Linked DNA regions of Gossypium hirsutum: all the other regions are linked to region 3. The links are chromatin contacts, called in public Hi-C maps. All regions are on one chromosome and are shown on one strand. The core of a region is the stretch at or near the end of the contact, and the rest is flanking DNA. Distances in the headings are between cores, read along the strand shown. Region 1 holds the start of LOC107950123 (protein NTM1-like 9). Region 2 holds the start of LOC107950715 (2-keto-3-deoxy-L-rhamnonate aldolase). Region 3 holds the start of LOC107950137.

Region 1 (3,983 bases), core at 1,015-3,514, 360 kb before region 3:
ATAGTTCTACATAATCAGATTTTTTTGTCAAGAGGGCATTAACTCAAATAAGCATATTTAAAAATGTGAATTGAATTTTAATGCTTATCGACGGGTTAGATTTGAGATAACAAAATGATATGATATGATATGATATGATATGATATTGATGCTTTAAAAATTTAGACTGTATTTGATTTGCAGACAATGACTTACGGAAAATATTTTCTATATTCATGAAAAATAGATTCCTCAATCGAATTTGTTTAGCAGTTAATGGAAAACAAGTCTTTTTTTTTGGCTTATATTTCAAAAAAGCCCATAAAAAATGTAAAAAAAAAAACTCAATTAAGTTTATGTATTAAATTCACACTCAATTAATCCTTTGGTGTTAACTAAGATAATCAATTAAGCCCATTCGTTAACAGTTTTTGTTATTGACCGTTAAAATAAATTGATTGACCAATCAAATAGTGACATGTGATAGTTTTTGGTTTAATCTAATATTTTCTCATAAAAATGATTGAAAAATAAAAAATAAAAAAACCTAGTTTAATCGTTTGGTTCCCAAGTCAAATGGTCTAATGACTTTCTTCGGATCAGTACCCTTGTCGATTTTGATCTAATCGGTCCAATTGATTGATCCAGTTCAATTCAGTTTTTTATGATTTTATATAAATTTTAATACTTTTTATTGTTTTATTATTTTTATAGAATTTTAATACATTTTTATAAAATTTTAAATATGTTTTATTAATTTTATAATTTTCTATAATTTATTAGATTTATTATATTTTTGATAGTATTTATTAATTTTTTATAATTTTTAAAAGTTTAAATCAATTTTCATATATTTTTTAATATTTAAATTTTTAAAATTTTTTTATATTTTTATAAATTTTTTTCTGATTTTTATAAGTTTTTAATATTTTAATGGAAAAATATTAGATTAACTCAGAAGTTGCCGCATGTCACCATCTGATTGGTTCATCAATTTATTTTAACGGTCAACGTGAGTAATGACAGGAATCGTTAACGGAGGGGCTTAATTGATTATTTTAGTTAATAGAAAGGACTTAATTGAGTGCGAATTTATTGCATAAACTTAATTGAATTTTTTTGCATATTTTAATGATTATTTTTGACATATAAGCTTTTTTTTATGAAATTGTCTTTTTTAAAAAAAACAAAAGACCATTTTTTTAAAGAAAAAAACTCCCTTATAAGTAATATAATATTTACATAAAATTAATTTGAATTGAGTAAAATATTATTATGTTAATAATAATTTTCATTTTAAAAATATTAAAATATTGATATCTAATATTATAATATTATTTTGATAATAGACTTCAACATTAATAATTATTTTAATTTTTAAATAGTATTCTTAATATTTTATTGAAAAATATTTTTTATTAATTTATTATTATTAAATATATAAATGATAATTTTTAAATATTTAGTAATAATATTTTAATAGTGTAAATGAATATTTGTTTTCATTTATCCTTTTGGCTCCGGTGTTTTCACCGTCCAACATCATACCTATAACTTCAAATTAAGTTAATATTAAATTTATATGAGATAATATAGTCATTACTAGTTTGTCAAACGGCAATATTTCCATAATATTTTATAATTTTTATTATGCATTTTTATTTAAAATAACTTTGAAAAATGATTTTTAAAAAAATCAAATGATTACGTGGAATCATCCAAATATAATAAAATATCAAAATTTTTCTGTAAGCAATTTTCAGTCAAAGTTTAAGATTTCTTTACATAGTCCTTATATTTTTATTTTTAATAATTAAGTCTTTCTACTTTTTAAATTTCAAATTTTAGATCTAATTATTAAGTTGTTAATTTTTTTCTTAACTTTATTGATGCAATATTTTGAAATTTTAAAAGAAAATCTCACTTCACGGCCATGTTAACAATTGAACATGTATTTTTAAATCTGAAAAGCAGAGGGACTAAATTCATTAAAATAAAAGTAAGAGGAATAAAGTTCATATGTACAAAGAATACAAGGACTTGAAGCACATTTTAACCTTAATTAATATATTTTGAAGTTTAGTAGTAATTTTAGAATCTAAATCTGGTTGCAATTAGTCCATATATATATAGAACACTAGAAAAGCACGTGAATGAACCAAATAAAAAAGTTTCTGGTCAAATATCACAATATTATAGACAGCCGGGCGCACGAGGCAAAATAATTTTTTTCTTTTTTCTCTTTTAATAAAAACCAATAGAAAAAGCTTTAATAAAAACCAATATCACATTTACTTGGCTTTGCGGCTTTACCCTACGACGAAAGCGACCCGACGGAGCTCTCAACTGAAAATCAACTAATTTACCTACCTAAGTAATCTAGTTGGATAGTCACTGAAGAAGAAGAAGACAATTTTACTCAGAATCGAGATTTATTTTTTTGAAAACTAGCAAAGGATGGCAGTTTTAACGATGGAAACGTTGCCTTTAGGGTTTAGGTTCAGGCCGACTGATGAGGAGCTCATCAATCATTACCTTAGATTGAAGATCAACGGTCGTCATTCCGAGGTTGGTGTCATTCCTGAAATCGATGTCTGCAAATGGGAGCCATGGGATTTGCCTGGTATTTCTTTTTTTCTCTTTTTCTTTTGCGTAAGAAAGAAATTATTGGTTTAAGTATTGTTTTGATTCTTTGATACCTTAGCCTTAGCCAAAGCGTCAGCTGAAAATTTTGCTTTATTCGCTCAATATATGAAATTAATATACATTTTATTTCATAAATTCGATTCCTCCAACTTGCAATTTGAGGTAAACTTACGGGTTTTTTTTTTTTGAAATTCCTCTCTGCGAAAAAAAGTTTTTATGTTCCAAAATTAGTTAAATTCTGAATTTTTATTGCTGGGATGGTTGAATTTAAATACAGGACTGTCGGTGATAAAATCGGACGATCCAGAGTGGTTCTTCTTTTGCCCGCTTGATAGGAAGTACCCGAACAGCCATCGTTCCAACAGAGCTACGGATAAAGGATATTGGAAAGCAACGGGTAAGGATCGAACCATTAAGTCTAAAAAATCACTGATTGGCATGAAGAAGACTTTGGTTTTTTACAAGGGCCGTGCTCCCAAGGGCCAGCGTACTTACTGGATCATGCATGAGTACCGTCCCACTATAGAGGACCTTGATGGCACCGCCCCTGGCCAGGTTTTCCTTCTTAATTTTTAGGCTTGCTATTCTTAGTTAAGGGTTTGATTCAAATAAAAACAAGAATGACTATATGACTTGGACCCTTTTTCTTGGTGCAGAGTGCTTTTGTTCTATGTCGATTGTTTCATAAACCGGAAGAGAAGAATGATATTGTGAAGTACGATGAGGTTGAACAAACCGTATGTTCGGCTGCCATGACAAAATCTGCTCCTGATGATGATACATCATCGGATCTTCTCCAAGATACCATATCATCTGAGACACAAGCTCAGAATCCCGATACTTCCATGCGAAATGGTCAAATAACGGGTGACAGCTGCTGCAATAGTCATATGACTTCTGATGCAGAAGATCACGCAGCTGAAGAAACCTTGGTAGAAGTCAACAAGTTATCTATATTCTAGCATTGTTGCATGCATCATTGTTTTATATTGACTATACCATGACTCTTGACAAGAACTGTTTTCTTGCTTATTAACACAGAAATATCCGCTCTTGGGAAGCAATTCAGACTTGTATGAACCAAATTGTGATGAAATTGATTATAAAGTCTTCTCACCAATGAACTCACATTTTTTTGAAGATCTGCCGCCCTATATGGATTCCCCTTATGCAAGCGACTTTGGCCATGATCAAAATGGATCCCATTTCCAGGATGGGACTAGCAAACAAGATATATCTTTCCCATTGTTGGATGAGGCCTTGAATAACCGTGCTAACTTCTCTGAAGAGTCTAACAGTTGGAAAAACTTGGTTGCTGGAACCGAAATGCCCTTGTCTGGTAATGCATTCATTTCGAA
Region 2 (3,856 bases), core at 303-2,802, 380 kb after region 3:
TTAATTTTTATTTTTTATTTTTAAATATTTAATTAAATAAAAAAATTAAATTTAAAACTATATTATAATAAATCAATTAAATATTAACATAGCTATTAAAACTTGTGTATAGCACGAGCCAAAAAAATTAAATTTCAATCAATTAATTATCTTCATTAAATCTAAGTATGATTACTTTGAAACCAATAAATTTAATGAGTTAAAAATTTTAAAAGGTAAAGAGGAGGATGGATTCAAATATTTAGAACCATCTATTAATATTATCCATAAAAATAAAAAGTTTATATGTTAAAAAATCTTTAAAAATGTAAAAAAAAATCAATTAAGACCTTGTATTAAATTCACACCTAATTAAGCCCCAATCATTAAATAAAATAATCAATTAAGCTCCTTTGTTAACGGATCATGTAGGACATTAAAATAAATTGACAGACCAATCAAATGGTGACACATGGTAGCTTCTAGTTTAATCTAATTTTTTTTCTCATAAAAACATCACAAAATCACAAAAAAAATAATAAAAATAATAAAAAAAGATAATTTTTTAAAAAATATTTTAAAAAGTATAATAAAAAATGAAAATTGATATAAACTTATAAATATTATCAGAAATATAAAAATCTAATAAATTCTAATAAATTATAAAAGTAATAAAATGTATTTATAATATTTAAAATTTTATAAAAACATATTAAAATTCTATAAAAATCATAAAAAATTATAAAATTACTAAAAGTATTAAAATTGATATAAACTTATATGAATTATAAAAAAAAATTATAAGAACTTGAACTAGATCGAATCAATCGGTTGGGTTGATTAAATCGAAATTGACAAGGGTATTGATCCAGAGAAAGCTATTAGACCAGTTGACCTAGAACCGAGCAGTTGAACGATTTTTTATTTTTTAATAAATTCAGGCTTTCCCTTGACCGATACCTTAGCCAATTTTGAGCTAATCGGTCCAATTCAAGTTTTTATGTTTTTTTTTTCTATAAATTTTATAAGTTTATATCAATTTTAATATTTTTAATATTTTTTTATAATTATTTACAATTTTATAATTATTTTTTAATAATTCTAATACATTTTTAATTTTAATATTTTAAATAATTTTATATTTTTATTATAATTTATTATAATTTATTAGATTTTTATAAGTTTTTTTATAATTTTAATAAGTTAATATCAATTTTAATATTTTTAATATTATTTATAAGTTTTCTAATTTTTAATATTTTTTAATAATTTTATGAGAAAAATATTAAATTAAATCAGAAGTTATCACGTGTCACTATTTGATTGATTCGTCTAAATTATTTTAACGGTCCACATGATCAATGATAGAAATCATTAACGAAAGGGCTTAATTGATTATTTTAGTTAATTATAAAGCTTAATTAATTTTTTACATTTTTAAAATATAAGCAAAAAATAAAACAAAATTAAAAAAACAACTTATGTTAATATATTCACTTTGAAATTTATTATAAATAGTAATTAAAGTTTCTGAATTTATAAAATATAAATTATACGAATCCGTATTATCTACGGTAAACACTCGTCACTCTCGCATACGTCTCTTACCAAGTACCAACTCACTCATATTTTTCACTTTTTAAGGGTTTCTTCGTTAAACCCAAAGTACCCAACTACAGCAGATGGCCTCACTCGCCAACACAACCGCAGGTGCCGTTGCCGGCGCCCGGAAAATTTCCAACGGAAAACGTATTCCCATCATTTCTTCCAAATCCCTCTCCTTTCCCTCTTTCAGGCCTTCCATTTCCTCACTGAAACCCTTAATCCCCACCAAATTCTCCTCTCTTTCCCCTCTCCAATGCTCCCCTAATCCCTCCCCTTCTACCTCCCCGCCTTCCCTCAAATCTCGCCTCCGCAACGGCGAAACCCTCTACGGCATCTTCCTCCTCTCATTCTCCCCCACTTTGGCTGAGATCGTCGCCTTCTCTGGCTACGACTTTGTAGTCATCGACATGGAACACGGCCCCGGGGGAATCCATGAGTCCCTCCAAATGCTCCGCGCTGTCGCCACGACCAACACCCCAGCCATCATCCGCCTCCCTGAGTCCTCCGCAGTTTGGGCCAAAAAAGCCCTTGACCTTGGTCCACAAGGGATCATGTTTCCAATGATCGACTCCCCTAAAGACGCTAGAAAGGCGGTGTCGTATTGCCGTTTCCCTCCCAACGGAATCCGTGGATCCGCTCACACGGTGGTGAGAGCTTCGAACTACGGAATCAACGAAGGGTATCTGAGCAACTATAAGGAGGATCTGTTAATAATGTGCCAAGTCGAGACGGTAGATGGTGTAAAAAAAGTGGAAGAAATCGCCGCCGTTGAAGGGGTAGACTGTATTCAAATGGGTCCGTTGGATTTAAGTGCTAGCCTGGGTTACCTCTGGGACCCGGGTCACAAGAAGGTAAGGGAGATGTTGAGGACGGCGGAGAGAGAAGTGCTTAAGTCCGACCGGAAAGACGGCGGAGCCTTCTTGGCCGGTTTCGCAATGCCACATGATCCGCCGGAGGCGCTCGGGAAGCGCGGGTATCATATGGTTTCCGGTGCCGTTGATGTTGGGTTGTTCAGAAATGCGGTGGTGGAGGATGTTAGGAAGTTTAAGATTAGTCTCAATGCTGATTCTGATTATTCCGATGATGATAAAGATTCCGATGAGAAGTATTGGAGTGAATAAAAAATATAGATAGAAAATTTCATTTTGGTTTGCTGTTTGCGTTTATCGTTTGGTTGCAATCCTTTTTGTAAATGTAGTTGAACGGCTTGGTTTCTTAGAGGGCAATGAAATCGAGTTCCAATTCAGTTCTTCAATTTATCTATGAGACTTCAACCATGTTTTGAGTTCCATTTGGCATAACAATATTTTTCTATGAAACATTACTTTCCATTTACAAACCTGAAATGAAATTCTAAACTCTTTTCTCACGGGATTCCGGTCAATTGGTCAATTTTCCAGTAGGATGAAGACCAAGAACAGGAATAATAATCTTTCGGCCTAAGAGTTGGGCTGAGCTCGAGTATCATCCCCCCATGACATGGTGATGATCCCTCCACCGTTTCAGGTATCTGAAAGGGTGGATACTTTAGTATTTCTTGTGATGAAATGAAATCGCTACTTGGTATAACAAAGATGCAAACAATGAATGAAGTACTGTTAGCTAACGGCCGTGGAGATTAGTCGAAGAAAGTTTACGTCTGAGAGAAACATTGGTAAAAAAGTATTGCACAGAAGGTGACATCCTTCAATGCCAGCCAAAACCAAGGGATTCATGGACATGGAAGGTCATACTAATGAGCAAGGAAGATCATACTAATGGGCGAGGAAGTGATTGAAAAATAATATCACCACAACAGATGGAGTTCACAAAAAATTTACAAAACCATAGGATAAACATATTATCAGAGGCGGAATTGGACAACCAAAACTTGATCTTTGATTGAGGGTCAGGTCAGCTTCTGAATAACACGCATTTTGTAGGTTGGAATGTTCATGGTCCCAACGTCTGGAAGAAAATCTTCAACTTTCTACGGACACTGAAAGTCCATTTTAAAGTGATTATCTTTATTGTAAATCAGAGTTAAAAAAGAGAATTAACTCTATAAATCTGCTTCCTAGTTGGCAACTGGTACCATTCCCACAATGGTAGTATTGCTTTCATATAGAAACTATGATCTACCCACAAAGGACTTTAAAAGAATACAAAAATTTTCCATCCTTTTTAGATGATAAAATTATGTAAAGAAATCATCCAGAATAAGCAAGCCAACGGTTGATCCTACCATAGAACTGCTAAAGTATGCTACAGCTCTTCAAGTTTATATTTAATC
Region 3 (4,254 bases), core at 1,682-4,181:
CTAAGAAATGGAACATTTTCAGGGTAATATGAGATACCAAAATAGGATTCTCATATCTGGATTTCAAATATTATCTTAGCCGATAATCTCAATTCACATTCCCAACAGTTAAACAACTGTCAAAAAATGGGATAGAAATGTCTTTCCCTTATTTATTTATTTATCATTTTGGTCAAATTTACCTTTAAACCATAGTTAATACTATGTTTTAATAATATAAAAGTTGGTAATTTATGTCTTTACATTCCATCAACCAAATAACAAAATCTTATCTTCCACTAACCAAATGCCCTCTAATTGATTAAATTCTGTAAAACAGCTCTAAAAGTGAAAATTTTTTAGCATGATAAAAAGTAAAAACATGTAATTAATTTCTTTGCCAATTGGAGGGCTGATTTAAAGAAAATACATTAAACAAGATAAACCAATGTGATAAATGCAAAAAACTAAATTTATTACCAGCAGCAAGGTCACTGCCGAAATGGTTACCAATATTGTTCGGATCACCATACTCAGACAAGATATCATTTGTGCCAAAGGGAGAGCGTGCAGCAGAATTAATCCAAACTCCTAAATTAACAAGGAAATTTAGAGAGACATAAGAAGAGCATGTAATCAAAGAGTTAAATTAACTAATTTTCACATTAAAGAAAACAAAAACTTTAATACCACAAAACATGTAAATCCTATGCCAAAAATTGAGAAAAAAAGGAAAAAGATCAACAGGATGAACCAAAATATATGATGACAAATCCAAAAACCTGCAGAAGAGGATGAGCCAGCAGCAGTAGAGGCAGCAATGCTGGTTTGGTACTGGCCTGAAAACATTGTTAAAAGTCAATAATACAACACTAAGCAATTTAATCAAGGGGTGGCTTGTGGCTTATAAAATTACCAAGACCCATTGGCTGACAAAAATCAGCCATGGAAGTTTGAAAGTTGGCGGTCACAGTTGCTGAACCTTGATGATCTCCCACATACTTCTGCGCCAGAAACCGTTCTTCCATCTGCAATGAAGAATAAAGTTCAACACTAGGGGTGTAAATGAGCCACTAGTGCTTGTAAGTTACTCAAGTTCAACTCGAAAAAAATTTGAATTCGATTTGGTAATTATTGAGTTGAGCTCAAGCAACTCGAGCTATCTATCGAGCTGAACACGAGTTTAGTAATACTTGACTCAAACGCCTCGCGAGCCTTATCAAACTTTTCATATTTTTATATTACTAAATTACATTGTTGCCCTTAATATATATTATTAACCCTAAGCTTAATTATTGAGCTGAGCTTGAATATAAAAATTGGTAAACGAGCTTAAAAATAGATGTTCAATTGAGCTCAAACTTGACAGTATTCAGGCTTGACTCGGCTCGATTACACCCCTATTCATCACTCAACTAATGTATCAGAAACTCAGAATTATTAAATACAAATAATTGGCATACCTCCTTAAAAGAAGTACAGTTAAGCCCCTGCAATTGAAGAGAAATGAATTACTCATCCGATTAGAAGATAACATGGATTTAACCAAGTGTTGGGTACTGAGTAAAAAGCATAATAAATATATTGTTATAAAAATATATAAGCAACAGATCTTTAGTAAGAAAAAGAGAGAAACGGTTAATACTATACAAATTTCCGTACCAAGTGTGCCATTATATGAACGACGGTTTGCTCCATCAATTCCATGCTTGCTTTCTGAGAAAACACAATTATCATATAAATGCTTAGGGAAAAAGCACAATTCTTTATTTCCACTTTAACCCTAGGTTTCCCGTGTTCCACTGAAACTATGTGATCTAAGAATCAAGACCAAACATGTTGCAAAATACTCTTAATTATAATCATCATATATTAGTATATACAAAACCAAGCATGTGATTCAAACTAATTTATGATTGTTTAAGTTAATTAGTACTATTGACATGACACCATATTAGTGTAAAAGGAGAGAGAAATGGGCAGTGCAGAACCTGTGCCTCAAGAGTTGCCCTATGTTGTTGGATCTCATTTTCCTTATCTCCAAGTTCTGATCTGCATCGCTCCAGCTCATTCTTGTTCTCGGCCAACTCTTGAAGCTTTTCGTGATAATCTATTTCGACGAGTTGAAGCTCCTCAAACATCCACTTTAGTCATGAAAACACAAGGCAAGGATTGAATGAAGACATATATAAACAAAGGAAAAAAAATCGATGATGGTTTAAGGAATCACTCTTACGTTTTTTATCTCTCGATACAGTTTATGCCTTTCAGGACCGGTACGAGGTCGTTTGGAATGGCTTCCAGCTTCAGCACCGCCACCTGTACCCTGCATCTTTGCTCGATGCTGTTTTTTTCCCTTTTGCTCTTCCATTTTGAGGTTTTGAAGAAAAGAAACTGATTATCATCCTAAAGAAAGAAAAAGGAATTCGAAGAAGTAGTCTAGATCTCCATTTCGCGAGCGTTTCCATCGCGCGAGCGTTCAATTGGAATTCATATTCACATTGTCTAAAATACTCAGGTATCTCACTTTCTTTTTCAGATATTTATAAGTTTTTGTGATTCTATTTTTTTTTTTACTTTTATTTTTGAGGAGTTATTATATTATTAATTTATAATCTTATCATTTACAAAAAATTAAATTACAATTTCTTTTTCATTTTTAAGACTAAAGCCTTGCTTACCTCTTGTATTAAAATGCTGCCCATTTAACATTTTGTTTAATACCTTGGCTTACAATTAGAAACTTCCAAAAAACTTGAGTGTTATGTGGCGACGAGGCACGCCACGCTTGCTATCCGACGAGATCGTCGTACGAGTATCATCGCGAGGAGAATGATTTGTCATATATGGCTGCTGGGTAAGTGAAGTGTTATTTCTTTTATTAAATAGTATAGGACACGCCACGCTTAAAGAGTAGAAGGGGGATAAATGAATCACAATTTTTCTTTTTGCCTTTAATTTATTAATTTTCATGTATTATATGTTTCAGATCCATTTATTCGTTTGGTTTCAACCATTCTTATTATATAGTTTTCTTCTAATATTTTGATCATATATTTTCTTTTTGACATAATGTTTAAAATTATTTCTAACCCATAAATAGGAGGATAATAAGTTCTAGCATGCTCGAACCTACATCCTCCTACATTAAATTTACTAATTTAGCATAGATAAATCAAAAAGCGAATAACTTTTTTTATTTATATTTGATAAATTAATTTTTTAAGAACCATGCATTTGAAAATTAATTTTTAAAATAATGACTACAAACAAAATAATTTTTTAAAAATCTACAACTTAAAATCTTTGAAGAAGATTTCTTTTATTGAATCCAAAGATCAAAACCTGCAACAAAATCATGTATTGCGAAAAAAAAGCTTTTGTAATTCAATTCTTTAAAAATTGATCGTAACTTAATTCAATGCTATTGTAACAATAAAAAATATATAAATTCGAATGTATTTAAATATGTATTTTTAATTGGTTGAAACTTAATAATAATTTTAAATTTTATATGTGATATATAATTTTATGCATAATTTTTTTTAAAAATCAAATTAAATTAAAAACCTAAAAAAATAAGAATTCATTATTATAAATATCATTATCGTAAAAGAAATATTTTGATTTATTTATAATATTGTTTTATAACATCATATATTACGCTTGTCTAAATGGCAAAAGTAATCCTGCCAAAAAAGGGAGAGACAAAATTAAATACGGAATGTTCGCGCGAGCACAGAGCTCGCGATGAGACGCGAGTTTAGTCAACCTTCCCTTGCTTAATATAAACGGGGGGAGCTGCCAGTGGCCACTTTATCCTCGTAAATCTCAGATCATCACTTTCTTTTTCTTAGCCTTTAGACTTTAGAAAGGTTTATCATTATCTATTGAGCTATCTCCCCTGTTCTTTTTTTTTTCTTCCTTTTGTTCGTATCTCCCCTGTTCTTCAGTTTTGTTCTTTATCTAGAAGTGTTGACTTCGAGTCAATCATCAAGTTTTCGAAAGATTCAGGCAAATCAAATGGTTTGGAACGGAAAATAGTTGATAGTAGATAATTGTGGGTAATAAAATCGAGATGCAGCTAAAGTTTTACAACAGAAAACAAGTCAAAAACTTAGTGAAGGTTAGAAGAAAATAGTGGTATATTACTGAAGCTCATTAATGGAGGGTAAAGGTACCAAATCGGGGAAAACCCGAGCTCAAAAGGATGCTCATAACGCCCGTTGCGTACAGTACAGGCAGAAAACTAAAGTACAGTGATTAACCCGTCAT

The links. A called contact is a pair of places that touch in the nucleus more often than the background predicts.
Region 1: a Hi-C map of leaf shows a contact between it and region 3, with 1.9 times the contacts expected there. The contact joins the promoter of LOC107950123 here to the promoter of LOC107950137 in region 3. A contact is called at or near these places in 2 of 34 Hi-C or Micro-C datasets (both in leaf).
Region 2: a Hi-C map of leaf shows a contact between it and region 3, with 2.3 times the contacts expected there. The contact joins the promoter of LOC107950715 here to the promoter of LOC107950137 in region 3. A contact is called at or near these places in 3 of 34 Hi-C or Micro-C datasets (all in leaf).

The regions. Positions count from the first base shown.
Region 1 is chrD03:36,121,450-36,125,432 of Gossypium_hirsutum_v2.1, reverse strand. It overlaps LOC107950123 (protein NTM1-like 9), which reads left to right and starts at 2,264. Exons shown (of 6, transcript XM_041090022.1): 1 at 2,264-2,602; 2 at 2,898-3,180; 3 at 3,282-3,557; 4 at 3,667-3,983. The coding sequence starts at 2,580.
Region 2 is chrD03:35,385,217-35,389,072 of Gossypium_hirsutum_v2.1, reverse strand. It overlaps LOC107950715 (2-keto-3-deoxy-L-rhamnonate aldolase), which reads left to right and starts at 1,552. Exons shown (of 1, transcript XM_016885636.2): 1 at 1,552-2,873. The coding sequence starts at 1,662. The coding sequence ends at 2,705.
Region 3 is chrD03:35,761,771-35,766,024 of Gossypium_hirsutum_v2.1, reverse strand. LOC107950137 reads left to right here and starts at 2,931. Exons shown (of 8, transcript XM_016884920.2): 1 at 2,931-4,233. The coding sequence starts at 4,144. It overlaps LOC107950136, which reads right to left and starts at 2,693. Exons shown (of 11, transcript XM_016884918.2): 1 at 2,216-2,693; 2 at 1,971-2,123; 3 at 1,642-1,695; 4 at 1,443-1,469; 5 at 896-1,007; 6 at 762-818; 7 at 460-570. The coding sequence starts at 2,350.